2 separate regions of the Sus scrofa genome follow, and region 1 is linked to region 2. The links are chromatin contacts, called in public promoter capture Hi-C maps. All regions are on one chromosome and are shown on one strand. Each heading gives the region's core, a stretch centred on a gene start, on an enhancer-like site or on the middle of the called end of the contact. The rest is flanking DNA. Distances are from core to core; before and after follow the strand shown. Region 1 holds the start of ATP6V0D1 (V-type proton ATPase subunit d 1). Region 2 holds the start of HSD11B2 (hydroxysteroid 11-beta dehydrogenase 2).

Region 1 (3,610 bases), core at 169-2,668, 48 kb after region 2:
CCGTGTTTGCGACCTACACCACAGCTCAGGGCAACGCCGGATCCTTAACCCACTGAGCAAGGCCAGGGATCGAACCCACAACCTCATGGTTCCTAGTCAGATTCGTTAACCACTGAGCCACGATGGGAACTCCATGAGTTCACTTCTAACCTCAATAAGTTTATGATGAGAAAATTTTCTCTAGAAGGTGAATCATCTGGCCATTCTCCCCCTCCAGCTACCAACCTGGAGGCTAGCAGTACCTCTGTTCAAGGATATCAGGTAAAAGTCAGGGATGGTAACTCACAGCTCAGCCACTGTGCCCTTCACTACACGTGGGGGAGGGGAATGAAGCAAAGACTGGAATCAGGAACATACCCAGTTCAGTAAATGTGATTCTGTGATTCAGGGATTCAATCCCACTGTGGAACTTTGTGTTCTGAGAAGAAAGGATACCACTCCTGTACTTAGGAATCTTGTCCCAAAAGGTATCTTCGTAGAGGGGGTGAGAATTATTGTCAAATACGTATGTATGAACTTCCAGACTTTCAGGGCTCTCCCAAACATTGCCTTCAGGAGACTGCTCGATGGGAGGAAATTCTCGCTAAGCTGGCTCAGCAATTCCCCAGAAAGGCTCAGTCCCAGGCCAAAGGGAAGACACAATGATCCCAAAGGCCTTGGTGTATGTGTTGGGAGGGAAAGCAGGGGACTTTTCAACTTAGATTCCCCAAGCATTGCCACTAGACAGCTCTCTGGCTACGTCAAAGTAAAGAGGTTTGTATGAGCACATCCCGCATGAAGCAACCACTCCCGAGTGACCCTCTTCCAAACTACAACGCCGGAATAACAGGTTAAGAGGTGGCCCCAGAGGAAACGAACCACTGAAGTTCTTAATGCCGCGTTTGCGTTTAGGCCCACACTGAGCTGCAACTGGAAGTAGATTCCTTTCCGAAACACCCGCCATCACTCCCGGCTTCCCAGTGAGGCCTCTCAGGCCCGGATCCGGTTCCCCGACCTCTCCAGCGCCTTCGAGAACCCCCAGCTTCGCCTCCCACACCTAGGCACCTTCAGGCCGGGGCCCGCCTCCCTGCAGGCCTTTTCGGGCCCGCAGCCCAGCCCCGCGGCTCACCCTCGAGCGTCTCGCACTGCACCAGATTAAGGTAGTCCGCCTGGCTGAGCACTCCGGCCTTCAGGCCGCGCACAAGCCCCTCCAAATAGCCATTGTCCACGTTGAAGTAAAGCTCCGGGAAGAACGACATGGCTGCGTCTGGGGCGGCGGGACCAGAGGACCCGGACCGGACCGGCCGGCACGCAGCACAACTCCAAGATCAGCTGACGCGGCGCCAGCAGTGGACTGTCAAGCTCATCAGGTGACCATAAGGAGGCGGGGCTCTAAGCAGCACCCGATTTCCGGGTGGTTTCGCACGGAACTTCTGCGCAGCCGTGGGCTGGGGGGCCGCCCTCTGGCGCCTGCTCATTGAGGAGCTCTGGCGGGAGCGACTTAAAATGTCCGAGACTAGCCGCGTGGTGGCGCCCGTGGACGCGGGGGCTTGCACTTTATAGTTTCCGAGTCCGGAGCACCTGGTACTGTGGGGGCCCCTTATGCTTGGAAATATTCAGACTGGTGAATTAACCTTCCCCTGAGGGGAACTGGGAAGGGTGGGATTTGCTGGGGGTCACGCGTCGAGTTATCCTTAAGCGGGCCCTGGATCCTAATGGTTTGTTAGCCAGCGGGGAGCGACAGACCCTTTGCAGCGCTGCGACTCTTTCCCCCGCATTTATTATATAAGCTTCTTCTAGGGTTGGAGCACGGTCCTCCTCTGCTTCTCCCAACCGCTCCTGGCACTCTTAAGAGTGTAAGTGACTCATGTTGGAATAGCGCAGGCCCTGGAGTAGGGATGTGTCTGTGGTTTCTTGGCTTAGAGGCACCTTCGCCCCTAACGACCGTCACATTCAAAATAACGCCACAACCCTGGGGTTGGTCCCATACTTTATTGGCGCCCGCCTACCCCCACCCCGACCCCGACGACATTGGCTGGCCAGCTAGGTGCGGCTGCAGGGGTTCGTGGCAGTACCCAGCTTGCGGCAGTAGCAGAAGGCGTTGAAGAAACGGCAGTAGCATGTAGCACATGGGTCGCAGCATGGTACCTGGTGTCCCAGACAGGATTCGTGCAGCCTTACGCAGCGACGTGGGGAGCGTGCCTTGCGTCCTTCAGGATCTAGCACCTACAAGGGTTGGGAAACAAGGACTTCCAAAAGCACATTCATGGAATGCGCCAGATCAAGGCAGGATGGAAGTGGAGCGTGAACGGGATGGTCTGCAGTGTCGCCCCGGGTGAGGGGGTCAGGAAGTGCAGGTAGAGGTGTTTTGTATGTTTGTTTTTCCATTTTTGGTCACCCCAGAGCATATGGAGCTTCCGGTCAGAGATCAGCTCCAAGCCACAGTCTCAGCCTAAGCTGAAGGGATGGCAAGGCCAGATCCTTAACCCACTTGTGCTGGCCGGGGATGAAACCACGTCCCAGCGCTCCCAAGACACCGCCAATCCCGTTGTACCACAGTGGCAACTCCAAGCACAGATAGAGGTTGATGCTTGACACACCCACTCAAGACTTGTGGCCTCAGCCCTTTCCCTGAGCTGTTACCTCTGCCAAGGCCTTGGCCTCGGCCTGCTGCAGCAGAGCCTCTTCTGCCCGTTCTGCAGTTGTCCTCTTCAGTGGGGGCTGCAGGCCTAGATCTGGGACAGATGATGTGAGGGCAGAACCACCCATGCACAAAACACCCACCTCCCAGGCCTGGGATTGGGAAGGGGAAGAAAGGGCTCATACAAGCAGAATACTTTGTGGCCAGAGGATGTCCAAGCCCCACCCAACCCACTCCTGCCCGCACTGACCTTGGAGTTCTGGGAACAAGGCTTGGTCAAGCCTTCCGATACCCTCCAGGGGGGCCAAGCCTATCTGGGCCCCCAGCATGGTGGGCATTGCCAGCAGTAGGGCACAGCTCAGCAACATTGTGGTCAGCATAGCCTGGCTCAACAGGAGAATGTGCCACTTAGTCCCTCTTCATCCTTGGAGCACTCTCTAGGTGCCCTACCCCAGAGGGAAGCACCCCCACCCCCACCCCACAGAAAGTAAGAGTCCCCGCTCAACCTGAGGACTTACCTCTGCTTGCTGGATCCTTGCCCCAAGAGTTCCTGGCCACCCTATGCCCTCAGTTTATATGGCAGGGTCTAATGAAGGACCCACACGTGACTGCTCTCTGCAGCCAGAGCATGAGGGCCCCCCCCCAATGGGTGGGGACACAGTTCAGGCCTCTCTCACAGGCTTTTGGGTGCTCTGCAAGAGGAATACCCATCTCTAGTTTGGGGTGAAGTCTCCAGGAGCCAATGAAAGTTTGGGAATGATATAGGGTACCCAGGGCCCCCAAATTTCTACAGGACAGGGACCTGGGGGATGGGTAGGCTAGCGCTATTAGCCATAATAAGGCAGGCGGCCCTGAACACTTAATTTAATTTGTGGCCCTGGAGATGCTCACTCAGACCCTACACGTGGCATGTTCCTTTTGCTTCCAGGAACTTAGGTCAAGGGCATTGAAGGGGGTGATGGACCAGTGACCACAGTGGGGTGGGGTTGG
Region 2 (3,837 bases), core at 1,138-3,637:
TCCTGATGAGTCAGGATCCTTGATGATTCCTTCCCAGGACAGTGTAGGATCTTGTTTCTCAGACTTTGTTCTCACCTTGCTTTCCCACTTCTGCCTCCTTACCCTGCGACACCTGCCCTATCAAGCACTGGTGCTATCTGGGTGACCTTGACCTTGAAGGCTGCCTGGGACCCCCACCTCACTCTCTCTTCTACATTCCCTTCATAATCCCCAGGGGAAGCCCTTAATGATCTGAAGTTGGAGAAATCACAGCCAGACTTTCAGTAAGGTGACTAAAGCTGGGGAGGAGGGGAGTCCCAGCAGTTCAGGGTCTGCAGCTCAGATCAGGAAGCCAGATCAAGGGTATTGTGTCCACCTGTGAGAGTAGGTCACAGATTCAGGGCAACAGTAGTCAGCAGGTTTTGGAAAATGAACGTTTCCTTTAGTTTCCAAAGAATGACCCAGACCAAGGGAGAGAGTCACCGAAACCACAACACACACACAAATGTGCTTACATGCATATACAGGGTAATGGCACAGAGGGAGATGTGTCATATGTCTACGGACAAGCTATGGAGCCCATGGACATGAGTATACACAAATACGGGCACATGCAGGCACACAAGGTCATGTACCCAAGGTCAGGCACACACACCCCTCCCCAGGCAAGTCCTTCCTCCCAGGACCAGGGCTATCCTGTCGTCTGCACTTACAGGAGGAGGAATAGGTGGAAAGTCAGAAGTGGCTCTGGAAAGGACATGGGTCCTCTACCCAGAGGCTCTCCCCTTTATTTTACTTTTTATTTTTTTATCTATTTAAACTTCTTCTTCTTCTCCTCCTCCCCTCCCCCCCCTCTCCTCCTTCTTCTCCTTCTTCTTCTTTTGCCAGCACTCACGGCATGTAGAAGCGTCTGGGCCAGGGACTGAACCTGAGCTGCAGCTGTGGCAACATCTGATCCTTAACCCACTGTGCCACAAGGGAACTTTCCAGAACCTCGCCCCTTAAGTGGATCTGACTCCCAGCCCTTCCCTGAGACTCTTCTGGCTTATCAGGGGGCCATGCCTGGGTGTCAGAGAATGCTTTGGAGGAGGCATTGCCTTGAAGGCCTGGCACAGAGCCTGAGCATCTAAGAGAGAGTATGGCCAACAAGAGAAGGTCCGTGGCCTCTCAGGACCTAATGTGGGCATGGGTGAGGTGCTCGGCAAGGGTGCACAAGAAGCAGAGATCCCCTGTGCCATGGGCTGCACCTGCTGACCTCAGCATACGGCCTGGCAGTGATACTGGCACCAGTTCCTAGTGCTTGCAGCACCTGGCGTGGATGCCAAGCACAGCATGCCAGACATGGGGGTGGGCAGAGTGGGGGGCCACTGGGCCACACACAAACACAGACCTTCATACACACAGGCAGGGAAATGCACCCACACTCACTTACACCCTGGGGAATTATGGGGCAGGCAGGGATAACCCTGTCCTAGAGGCTGCCCTTAGTGACTTCCCAGGTGTCCTCAATGGCCAGGCTTTGGAGTCTCTGGGGCTAGAGAGTGGGCTGGAGTTAATGGAAGGCCTAGATGTATCCTCAGACACACCCCCCTTCACACACCCACACCTGCACATATACACTTGTGTGGCAGGAGGAGATGGGGTTGCTGCATCCCTGGGGCTGAAAAGTGAGAGGAAGGGGAAAAGTGGGGCAGAGACTCCCGAGAACCAGAAGGTCATACTGCTCCCCTGAGTCCCTTGCCCCAAACCGCTTGGTAGCTGCAGGCAGATTAGGTGTGAGCCCAGGTCAGGATGCTTGTGCTAGGGACTTGGGGCTGCGAAAGGCGTGGGAGTACAGCGCGTGTGCCGGCTTTGGCGGTGGCTGCCAGGTGAGGGCGAGCTGGTTCCCCGCGGTGTTTCGCCAGGCTTGGCGGCCTCGGCGGTGCTGTCAGTGTGGGGAGCTTGAATGGAGGTTGTGAGTGTCCCTAGGTGTCCCGAGCAAGTGCAAGCTGTGGATGTGCTCACCTGGGAGCCGAGGCTCAGCGCCCCAGGGCGCGTGTTTAAGGGTACTGGAGTAAGCGGATGCAGGGCACCAGGGCTAAACCGACCGGACATCTCCCCATCGCGGCCAGCGAGGAGGCTGCTGCTCCTAGAGCAGTAACTTTAGGACTCGGTTCCGGCTTCTTCGAAAGAGGATCTGGCCGCATGGGCGGGGCAGAGGGCGGGGGCTAGAGGTGGGGGCACCTGCCGGACGAGGGTTGCGGGCAAAGAAGTAAAGGAAAGCCCCGCCCCTTCCCGCCTCCGCTCCGCCCTGTCCCCCGCCCCTGGGGCTCTTTATAAGCTCTGCCCGAGGGCGATCTGAGAAAGCCAGTATCCTTTTCGCCCCTGGATCGTGTTCTGCTGCACCCCGCACCCCTCATCCCGGCCCCTCGTCCCAGTCCCTGCTTTCCAGCCCGGCCCCTGCCCCGCCCTGACCCAAACCGGCCCAGACGCCATGGAGAGCTGGCCCTGGCCGTCGGGCGGCGCCTGGCTGCTCGTGGCGGCCCGTGCGCTGCTGCAGCTGCTGCGCGCAGACCTGCGTCTGGGCCGCCCGCTGCTGGCGGCGCTGGCGCTTCTGGCCGCGCTCGACTGGCTGTGCCAGCGCCTGCTGCCCCCGCTGGCCGCACTTGTCGTGCTGGCTGCCGCGGGTTGGATCGCGTTGTCCCGCTTGGCGCGGCCGCAACGCCTGCCGGTGGCGACTCGCGCGGTGCTCATCACCGGTGAGTGCGCGGGGCGCGGAGCGTGGAGCGCGGGAACTCCAGGTTGGAGGGCGGGACTGGACACCCAGAGGGCTCCCCGTGGGATGCCAAGGCAAGGCAGGACCCCCAGCGCAGTAATGGGAGCATCCCCCTCCCCTGAGTGCAGAGAGCCAGCCAAGTCCGAAGCGCAGGTCACCTTCCCAAGTCCAGGTTAACCACCTGCGGCTCTGGGGAGTGTTGGAGGGAAAATGAGGCAGGGAGTCGGCAGGTGCGCAGAGGAAACCGGTGGCTGAGAAAGAAGAAATCTCCTGGGTTTATGCTATGCCCCTCTTCAAGAGAGAGGTCTTGGGACAGGGGATACTGCTCTGAGGGACTTCGGAGCATGGTCACCCCTTGAACTCTGCCTAAAATCTCCACGTGGGTGGTCCCATTTCCTCTTCCCTGGGGTCAGAGGAATAAAGGCTTAGAGGGTTGTGACCCCCTCCCCCCAAATGGCTGGGCTCCTCCAAGTCCAGAAAAGTGTGAGGTCATCATGAGGGACAGCTGGGCATTCAGCTGCCTCCCAGATACCACCACCCACACCCACACCCAAATTGCTGAAGTAGTTGTCCAGATTCTGCAGCCAGAGCCTCACCACCGTTCCTCCTGGTCCTCTATGCCCAGGAAGGAAGTGAGGTCCTAGAGAGCTGGACTCAGGTGCCTCTGGTTGCCTGGCTCAGCTCCTTTTGTGTGGAACAAGGAATAGATCTATCACCAGAAGGAGGGAAGGAGGAGCTAAGGCCTAGGCAGAAATGGTGAGGGAAGGGCCAGGAGGCACTGGCTCCACTGTATGGGGGAGGGACAGCCTAATCTCACCCCTAAACTCCATGGCTCTGGATGGGCGCTCTGGGCTGGGGGCAGCCACTGGTCTGACTGGCTTCTCAGAGACCTCAGTCCAGCAGGGGGCCCTGCATGATCAGATAGAGCTAGGAGAACTTCCCAGAGGAGGCCATCCTTGAGCTGGGCCTCAGAGGATGGGTGGAGATAGGTGGAGTGTGGAAGGTGTTTTGTATCAGACATGGGGCATAGGACAGAGGCTTGAGACAAGAATGAGCATGGCCTGGGTAGGGGGCCATCAGAAACCAGTCTGGCTGCTGAGATG

Evidence for each region. Promoter capture Hi-C pulls out the DNA fragments that hold promoters and counts their contacts.
Region 1: a promoter capture Hi-C map of liver shows a contact between it and region 2, with 2.2 times the contacts expected there. The contact joins the promoter of ATP6V0D1 here to the promoter of HSD11B2 in region 2. A contact is called at or near these places in 2 of 5 promoter capture datasets (fetal skeletal muscle and liver), 4 of 47 Hi-C or Micro-C datasets (blood, heart right ventricle, liver and 1 more) and 2 of 2 datasets of contacts at active chromatin or transcription factors (alveolar macrophages and skeletal muscle).

What each region holds. Positions count from the first base shown.
Region 1 is chr6:28,130,662-28,134,271 of Sscrofa11.1, forward strand. It overlaps ATP6V0D1 (V-type proton ATPase subunit d 1), which reads right to left and starts at 1,419. Exons shown (of 8, transcript XM_003126946.4): 1 at 1,109-1,419. The coding sequence starts at 1,238. It overlaps AGRP (agouti related neuropeptide), which reads right to left and starts at 3,000. Exons shown (of 3, transcript NM_001011693.1): 1 at 2,871-3,000; 2 at 2,623-2,714; 3 at 2,023-2,205. The coding sequence starts at 3,000. The coding sequence ends at 2,023.
Region 2 is chr6:28,081,700-28,085,536 of Sscrofa11.1, forward strand. HSD11B2 (hydroxysteroid 11-beta dehydrogenase 2) reads left to right here and starts at 2,388. Exons shown (of 5, transcript NM_213913.1): 1 at 2,388-2,717. The coding sequence starts at 2,453.